Regions from separate parts of the Anas platyrhynchos genome. Here region 1 is linked to region 2. A link is a contact called in public Hi-C data. All regions are on one chromosome and are shown on one strand. The core of a region is the stretch at or near the end of the contact, and the rest is flanking DNA. Distances in the headings are between cores, read along the strand shown. Region 1 overlaps DISP3 (dispatched RND transporter family member 3). Region 2 overlaps DISP3 (dispatched RND transporter family member 3).

Region 1 (4,011 bases), core at 728-3,227, 52 kb before region 2:
TGGAAGGGAAACGTGCCCCAGCCCCACGCACAGCAGCGCGGCGCTGGAGCCAGCCCCGGCTCGGGCAGGGAGCGCAGCTGCAGCCTGGCTCTGCCCGACGGGCTCGGGGTGCAGCTCGGCGCAGGATGCTGAGGTTTTTCTAAGCAGCAGCAGGAATTCGCACGTGCAGACCTAAATTGCTGCTGCTGACAGGTGCAGCCCCGCAGCTTTGGGGGCAGGTCGGTGCCCCAGTTCGGAAGGTCTCTGGGGAAGGAAGGCTCGGCTGCAGATTGCACACAAAAAAAAGGAAGAGAAGTAAAGGGAGGCGAAGCGTATTCCGCACCCCTGCTGAGCGGGGGGCATTTTCCTTGCAATTAAGTGAAGTTAATGGTTTTATGGAAGTTATTTGTTTAAAAGGCCTTCGCTGCTCTGTTTAATGGAGTTTCACCAGCACTCCCCAAAGGCGCACAGACTGCATTAGGATCCCCGAGCTCGCATCCTAACCAAACAAGTCTTCTCACCCTGACATCTTTGCCCTGCACGTTCGGAGTGTAGGAGTACCAGGGCAGCCGTGCCTCCTGTGCTCACCTTTCCACTGGAGTCCCAAAGCCCCAGGATGTCCTGAATATTCATGATATAAACATTAGCAATAAGGATTGTGCAATTTGGACAAAGATATATTTTAGGCGGAAGAACCGGGAGAGAACAACTGAGAGAGAATCTTTACTCCTGAGCTCTGGGAACTACTGAATAGCATTTTCCTGAGCTGTAACTGGTGGTTTTAAAATGCAAATCAGTCTTGGGTTTTGAGAGACATTGTAAAAAAAAAAAAGGCCCATGCAGCAAAGCTTTATTGTCTTGTAATGAATGCGGGATTTGCCGAGCTGCTTCGTGCCAGTGAATGCACAGTGGATGCAGGCCAGGGACTCGAGAAGTCCTGAGGCTTGTCCCCAGCCAGCTCTGCCACTGACTCACCGTGCAACCTTGAACATGACATCCTTTCCTTTATTTCAGCATCCTCATCAGAGGACAGAGGGAAGGGGAGAGGGATGAGGCCATTTCTGTGCCTCCTGGTGACGTTATACATTACAGGTCACTCCGAGGTGGAAGCCAGCAGAACAAATGCAGCAGCTGTCTCCCTGCAGGGACCGATGAATCAGGGTAGTGTTGCCTTGTTCTTAACGGTATTCCTCTCATGAATGCTGCTCTACTTCTACTTCTCCTATTCCTATTCCTATTCCTATTCCTATTCCTATCCCTATTCCTTGAGCCCCAGAGTGTGCAGAAAACCCTCCACAATTGTCCTCTTCTTCTCCACATCCACCTGTAGAGCATCAAATACCATTTTACCTGCCCCTTAGTTAAAGAGCTCTTCCTAAATAGGCTCTACACTACAAATCATAGTAGGAATTGAGCACAGAAAGGGAGACGTGATGTGAACTTTTACCATAGATAGATTTTCTTCAAATTAATAATGATATACACAAAAAATAACAGTCAACACAGAGGCAGGATGGCCTGAGGCTCATGGCAGTCAGAGGACCCCTCTATTTCCATTGTTGCTCTGCCATAGATCCCCTCTGGGACCTTGAAAAAGTCACCCTGGCTCTCTCTGCTTTGGCCTTCCTTTAGCCTTTTGCTCCCTTCTCTACAGCCTGGTGGTGGGAGAGCTTTGGGGAGCCATTTATTTGCTCACTGCTGCCTCTCCTTATCAGCTGCCTTCATTGCTCTCAGCCCCCAGTGATTGTGAATTTGGCCCTGAAGGGTAAGCTGCTGTTTTCTCAACGTGCCCCTTCAGAGCTGCCCTGTGCCAGCCGCAGCCTGCAGGTGCCTCCCCCTGCGCTCTGCCCTGGGTGCAGCACCGAGGGAAGGCTGCCGAATGTGGCATTTAGAAACTTTGCTTCATTCCGCAAGGTCACCTCAAAGAGGCCAAAAATCCCAGCCGGCTCACGCCAGCCTTCACTTATGACTCACCAGAGAGAATATTAACTGGTGAGGAGAGGCAAAGAGCGCCGTGTTCCACTGCCAGTCCCCTGAGGCCCCTGACACCGCGGAGGGAGCGCTGTTAGCCGAGCTCTTCAACCGCTTTTCGCTGACAGAAATGCCCTGGCAGCTGCCTGACCTCCGTGTAGCACCACTCGCAGGTCCCCTCAGCCGCCGTGTCACCGACAGAAGTCACGCACAGCCCTCTGTGTCCTGACGCATTTCAGAAGCGAGCTGAAGGCAAAATCCTGCAGGAGGAAGGCGCCGCAGGAGCAGCAGTCACACCGGGGACAAGTCAAGGCATTTTGGTAATAAAAAGCCAATATTTTCAAATCGGGATGCCCAAAGGTAGGTTTTCTAATCCATATTTAAACACCTGAGCATTAGGCCTGCAGCTCCCATCACCTGTAACAGAATTTCTGAGTGCTCAAAGCTTTTCAGACCCGGCCGTTTGTTTCCAAATACCTAAATGGGAATAAAGAGCTTCTCAGGAAATGCTTTACTGTGCCAGCAAAAAATTTCATCTCTTCAGAGGAAACACAAATCTTTACGAAGCACTGTCTGGAACCCAAGATATATTAGTTTAAGCTGAAATATTTGGGGTTTCAGATATTACTTTCTGATGTAATAAAAATAAAATATGCTTAAGCAAAGCACTCTCTCACTCCTTTTCCCACCAGCTTTGCAGTGGGGACAATCAGCAGGTTCTGCATAGTGGTAGAGGCTGTATGAAAATGCTTCTGAGCATCAGGTGGAAGAACTGCCCAGTTCAGGAAGCCAGAACAGAAAAAGAATCAGAAAAAGGAAGACAAGAAATGAAATTAAACCATTCACATGCTGAAATAAGGCTGCATACCCACTGCCGCTTTGGAAATGTTACCAATCTCTTTGGCCACTGGAGAACCAGGAGAGCCTGCAAAGGTGACTGTGGGTAAGAAAATTAGCAGAAAGCAAAAATTCCCATAAAACAGCAAAGATTCCCAGAAAAAAAAAAAAAATAGTAGCAAAGTGCTAGGTCAGAAAATTCCTGGAAAACAAGAAGTTCCTAGGAAGGTTCTAGGTCAGAAATTCCTAGCAAGGAAAATGATTTCTGGAAAGCAGCAACTTTCTCTCCTGGTGTAAATCACCATCAGCAGTGTGTGGGAAATGTTCCAGCACGCACGTACAAACCCAGGGCACATTCTGGCCTAATGATTAATGCAAGAGAAGATGACACTCCAATTCCACGCATTTATATCAGGTATTTTTCCTATTAATGTCACTTATCTGGAAAAAAAATAAAATAAAAGTGTGTGTGGGGAAACAGAGGCCAGATTCATAGCTGCTGTAAATCAATCCCGTTCCATCCTGACCTCAGAGAGGTAAGCTGGTTCCTAGCAATGGAGCACATGGCTAATATGCAAACACCCAGTGGTGGGGGTTCTGTACGGTAACTGCTTGGCAAATAAATCTTTTGTCCCCACTTTAAAATAGCTCACATAGCTATCTCAGCATCGGCTATTTATACATTGGGAAGCTAAGCAGCTAAGTCTTTCATCTCCGGACCCTTGCACCTAGCATTCTGCATCCTGCCTTAGTTGCTGTACCAGAAATAAAAGCTCGTGCTGTTTTCACACCCCAAGCAAACAGGGAGCACAACTGAAACCCTCCACCTGTTCACAGCGATGCTTTGTACATTGCTTCATGCAGGTGTTTCCCTCTGAATACCAGCCTGAATATATTTGAACATCACGGGGAAGGAAGTCAAAGCTTGTGCTGGTTCTCTCCCAGGGACCCAAAAATGCCCGGCACAGGGGCCATGCATGTGTCCGAGCATCTCAGCCCAGGCAGAGGGGAGATGTGGCTTGGTTTCTACCCAAGAGGGTGGTTTCAGGCTCTGGCAGGGCAGCTCTGCCTGTTGCAGTGTCTCCAGGTCATTTCCTAGAGCCTGTCCCACCCATGTCAGTGGGTTTGGGTCTGTGTGGCTGGCTGTGAACTGGGGCCACAGCAGTGTGGGGACAGACCCAGCTGTGCTGCCTCCAGGGTGGACAGAGGGACTGCTGGCACGTG
Region 2 (4,322 bases), core at 1,387-3,886:
ATAAAACAAATCAACAATAAATCAAACAATTATGGCTTTCTGACAATGACCAAAGACTGCATCAAGAAAGATGGGAGATGTTTCCAAGTATTCTTGACGGATCCAAGTTTAGATAGTTTACTGCTCACACCTAAATGTTCCAGCTGACTGTGCCAAGGACCCTTCAGACATCCTGCCAGTCTTGTTATTGCATAGACACACACTCACAGTTCTGAACTCTGACAGCCTCTTCTGTCGTGGTGTTTGTGTGAGCTTTAATTAACGTGGTAAAAGGATCCTCAAGAGGACAGGTTTGAAGGGCAGGAAAGCAGTGATAGAACTAGGTGTTACAAGGGCTTTCTAATGCTTTTGCACAGACATACTAGGTTGCAGGAAGGAATCAACTGATATTTTCCCCATGGCACAGCACAAAAATTACCATGCAGTCCCAGAAACGTGTGCTATGTGTAGCATCTCCTACCTGAAACCCACTGGAATGTCCAGAAGTCCTTTTGCACATCCTTTTCCAGTGAGTTGGGTATCAAATCTTTCTCCTTCTCAGCAACTTCTGCTTCCCAATATGATTCCTCTAGAATAGGAACAACATCAAATTGATTACATGGAGAAAGTGGGTACAGAAAACTTTGCTCTGTATCAAGAGCATTTTTCTTCTTCCTTTTTAGCTGAGATGGGAAATGGAAGAGCTGATATTCAGTTCTTTCAAAACTTTTCACAGAATCATCACAATATTTTTCAATACAAAGACAAACAAAAACAAGTTTTAACCTGAAAAAAAATGTCTGTCTTGTTAAATATAAAAAGCTGGTATTTATTTCATATAGTCAGACAGATAATAGTCATACTCCAAATCATGAAAAGTCTGTATTTGTCAACTAACAACACTTTTTTTGGGAAAGTTTTCATTAAATGCCACTTTCCAGTGAGTAAAAAACACACATTTTTGAACATAATGCTAAAAACAGTCTCAAGTGAAAGAGTAAAGCTCATTAGAAGGCCTGTTCCAGCTGAGGAATCCAAACCAAGGGCATCAGAACTCAAGGTATCCCATTTAAACAATCACTGGTCCTCAAAGACGGACTAGCAAGCAGCCAGAAGGCAATCTCTAAAAACACAGACTCCCTGCTGCTGCAGGACGGAGGCACAGTCATAGTCAGATGGCTACTTCTGAAAGTTTTTCAGAAGAAATTACCTCAGCCTTTTTACTCTGAGAACCATGGCCTCCTTGAGCTTACTATAGGAAGGTTTTCTTTGTGACAGGGACAAGTTTCATGGGACAAATCTTCTTAGGGGATAAAAATGAGAAGCCTGCCGTCAGGACCCAGACAGGAGTTTAAATTCTCCCATGTGCAAAGATCCAGCCCCAAAAGGCCGAGGTGTTCCCCAAGCCCCATTGACCAGCTCTCAGGAGGATGCTGAGAAACATTTGAGCCGCTCATTGTGTGATTCTGTGAGCCTGAGATCCTGTTCCTGAGCCATGAGCAGGGACATTTGTCTTCTTCCCTGGGAGCAGTGCAGAACCACCCATGCTTCGTGATACGCATCAGAACAGGACTCCTCAAGCAACGCCCAACAGCAGCAACGCCAGGAAGAGATACTGCATCAGGAAGAAGATTTCCCTTTCGTTTTAACACATTTTAAATGAATGAATAATTCATCCTGGATGACTTTGAGCTGAGGCGACTCTCCATGTTACCACCTGATTATATGTTCCATAAAAAGAGATGACAGCAATTTATCTCTTTTCTCTTGCCGGGTGGGCTCATGGGGGGATAAATATGCTGCCACCAAACTGGAGTGATGAATCATCCCTCAGAGCAACCAGCGACATTTTTAGTGATTTGGCATTTAGTGCTTCCCAGCGGGAGTGGTAAAGAGAGGAACATCAGCATAAACCTTCAGGAAAGGAGGGAAAACTCTGGGCAATGGAGGGCTTTGTTCCCTCTGTTCATCTCCATAGGATTAATTCGTTGCTGAATACCCAGCAAAGGCACCTGGGCAGAAGAGCCTTTCTCCTGAAAGCGGTGGAGTCTGTAAAGATCAGGTGCTCACACCGCTGTCTGGTGTTAAGGAAAACAACTAATAAGTCTTACCCTGTTTTATTATTGATTGAACGGTGGGGTTGGGCTGGAGAAGAGCTCCGTTCGACATTGCCCAGAATCATGCTTCTTTCCCCTGGGTCACTTGTCTAACAAGTTGTATAGCATGTGCCAGCCTTTCAGCTGGAAAATGGGAGGGAGAGAGATTTGTGCTGGGCATTAAAGCACGCTTAAAGGCGAGAGAGGACTTGAAGAGGGTGCTGCTGTGGCTACAGGGGCTCTGTTCTTTTACCCATTCCCACTTAGGCCAACCTGAGCCTCTCCCAGGAGGGGACCATTAGTTCTGCATGGGGCTTTTTGGATGATCTGAAACCACCAAGCACAGATCTTTTAGGGGAAAATCTGAGAAGCAAGGGCTTGCTTTCTTAAACAAGATGCCCTGATATTACTGCAGTCCTTTATGGGACATCCCTTACATTTATGGGCATATAGATAACTGCTGTCATGCTACAGCAAGCCAAAGGCAGCCAAGCGCCCAGTGCTCTTGCCCCCAGACAACACACCCTGGCTCTAAGTTTTCTCCCCTTGCTGCAGCCCCTCTCCCACACAGCCTCATGCTGTGCTCTGCCATCAAATGCACCCACCAGCACAGCAAATGAAACATTTCCTCGTGCACATATTGTGCTGTGCACATCCACACCTCTGGTGCCTTTACCTTCACACTTTGTTCTGCTATTTCTGTCCTCCTTGCTACTCCCAGCCTGCAAGGGGCTGATACAGCATGTAAATGTGCTACAAAGACACATCCTCCCCGCCCCCGTGCTGGCTATGGGGAACATAAAACACAGCGGAGATTGCTGCTATTTTATTATTTATGAAGCTTTGGTTATTTCATGTATAAATAATCCATGACTGCAAAGTGTTGCTGGCACTGTAATTGAATATTCATGAGGTATTTTTGTTGAGAATTTTCACCATCGTTGCAAACCCAGACACAAAACTAAAAATCATCATAATAAAAATTTCATCTGTCATTTCACAGTTTCAACCTCTGGGAAACAAAATCTCTCTCTCGTCCACCCTGAGGAATTCCTGAGACAGGGGAACGAAGCAGTGGGGTTAATCTGGAAGGCAGGTTCATGCTGCATTGGAAAGAAGCAGGCACATCCTGCATCCAGCTCTGCCTGCTGTCCCTTAACGTTGTCAGGATGCTTCATCTGTGGATGTTTGCTGTCTGCAAGGAGCAAATGCAAATTTCCCCCTCTCCTTCCTAGAAACATCTCTCTTTTCAGGTTTAATCTTAGCCAGAACCTTGATAGAGAAGCACCCAAGTGGGATTGCTCGGCAAGCAAAATGGAAGCATGTTGCTGCCACCCTGTGGAAAATGGTAGCCCCCAATTTTTGGGACCACTCTGGAGATTCACAAAGCTACAGCTAGTATGGTGGTTACAAAGATTTGTGAGGCAGTCGTTGTCCTGATGAGACCCAGGGGTGAATAAACTGGGGATTTTCCTTGATGTAATTGTAGGATCTGCACAGCCGAGGTTTGGGTGCCTGCAGGTATGATCGATGCTGCCTCTGCTACACCCGTGGTGGACAGGAGGCACGTGCAGCATGGGGATGGAGCACTACTGCTGCACGGGCTCTCATGGACACTTTGGCAAATTCCTGGATGCCTGCAAAGAACAAGTGCCTCTTGCATCCCAGGATAGCCTAACGTGCAGCTTTTCTTGCTTGTCATGCTGAGATTCCCTTTTTCTTCTCCCAAGGCTCTTTATTCACTGTGCCCTTCAGTTCCTTCTACTCCACCCCCAAAAAGGCAAGTGGGGACCAACCAAAAGATAGCAGCACTATCCAGACACTTCCCTTCCCCTGCTTTTTCTCCATAACTTCTGGTCCTACTAGTGAGGAGGCTCTGCAGCTGCCTGCATGGCACATGCCCCCTGCCCCTTATCATCCACTGTTCCAGTTCCAGTTCTCCCCTACATGTTCCTCCATGTGATAGCTCCTTCCTTTTCCAGTTCTGTGAAAAACTGCATTGCAGAGAAAGCAAACAGCAATAGAAGAGACAACATGTTCCCAGCCCTTCTCACCCAGCCTCCTCGAATCCAAAAAGGGGCACACGAGCACCTAGCAGCCAGCTCTGAGATCCAGAGCCACTCCATTCTGCCAGGCCCACATGCATGTGGGGTATGTGAGGCTATGTCCCATCAGCGCATCACAGATGGGGACAGAGCTCTCAGAGCACTTTGCCTTCCAGAGTGATTTATGGGCCCTGTCAATCCA

Evidence for each region. A called contact is a pair of places that touch in the nucleus more often than the background predicts.
Region 1: a Hi-C map of skeletal muscle shows a contact between it and region 2, with 2.0 times the contacts expected there. The contact joins two enhancer-like sites. A contact is called at or near these places in 4 of 8 Hi-C or Micro-C datasets (liver, skeletal muscle and subcutaneous adipose tissue).

What each region holds. Positions count from the first base shown.
Region 1 is chr22:5,130,192-5,134,202 of IASCAAS_PekinDuck_T2T, reverse strand. All of the region lies in intron 4 of DISP3 (dispatched RND transporter family member 3), which reads right to left. Among named protein-coding and RNA genes, the nearest start is that of DISP3, 88 kb to the right of the region's middle. Within about 2 kb of position 1,977, at least 2 of the 8 cell types and tissues checked have an H3K27ac peak or open chromatin away from gene starts, as enhancers often do.
Region 2 is chr22:5,078,340-5,082,661 of IASCAAS_PekinDuck_T2T, reverse strand. It overlaps DISP3 (dispatched RND transporter family member 3), which reads right to left. Exons shown (of 24, transcript XM_072026907.1): 4 at 461-568. The coding sequence starts at 499. Among named protein-coding and RNA genes, the nearest start is that of DISP3, 37 kb to the right of the region's middle. Within about 2 kb of position 2,636, at least 1 of the 8 cell types and tissues checked has an H3K27ac peak or open chromatin away from gene starts, as enhancers often do.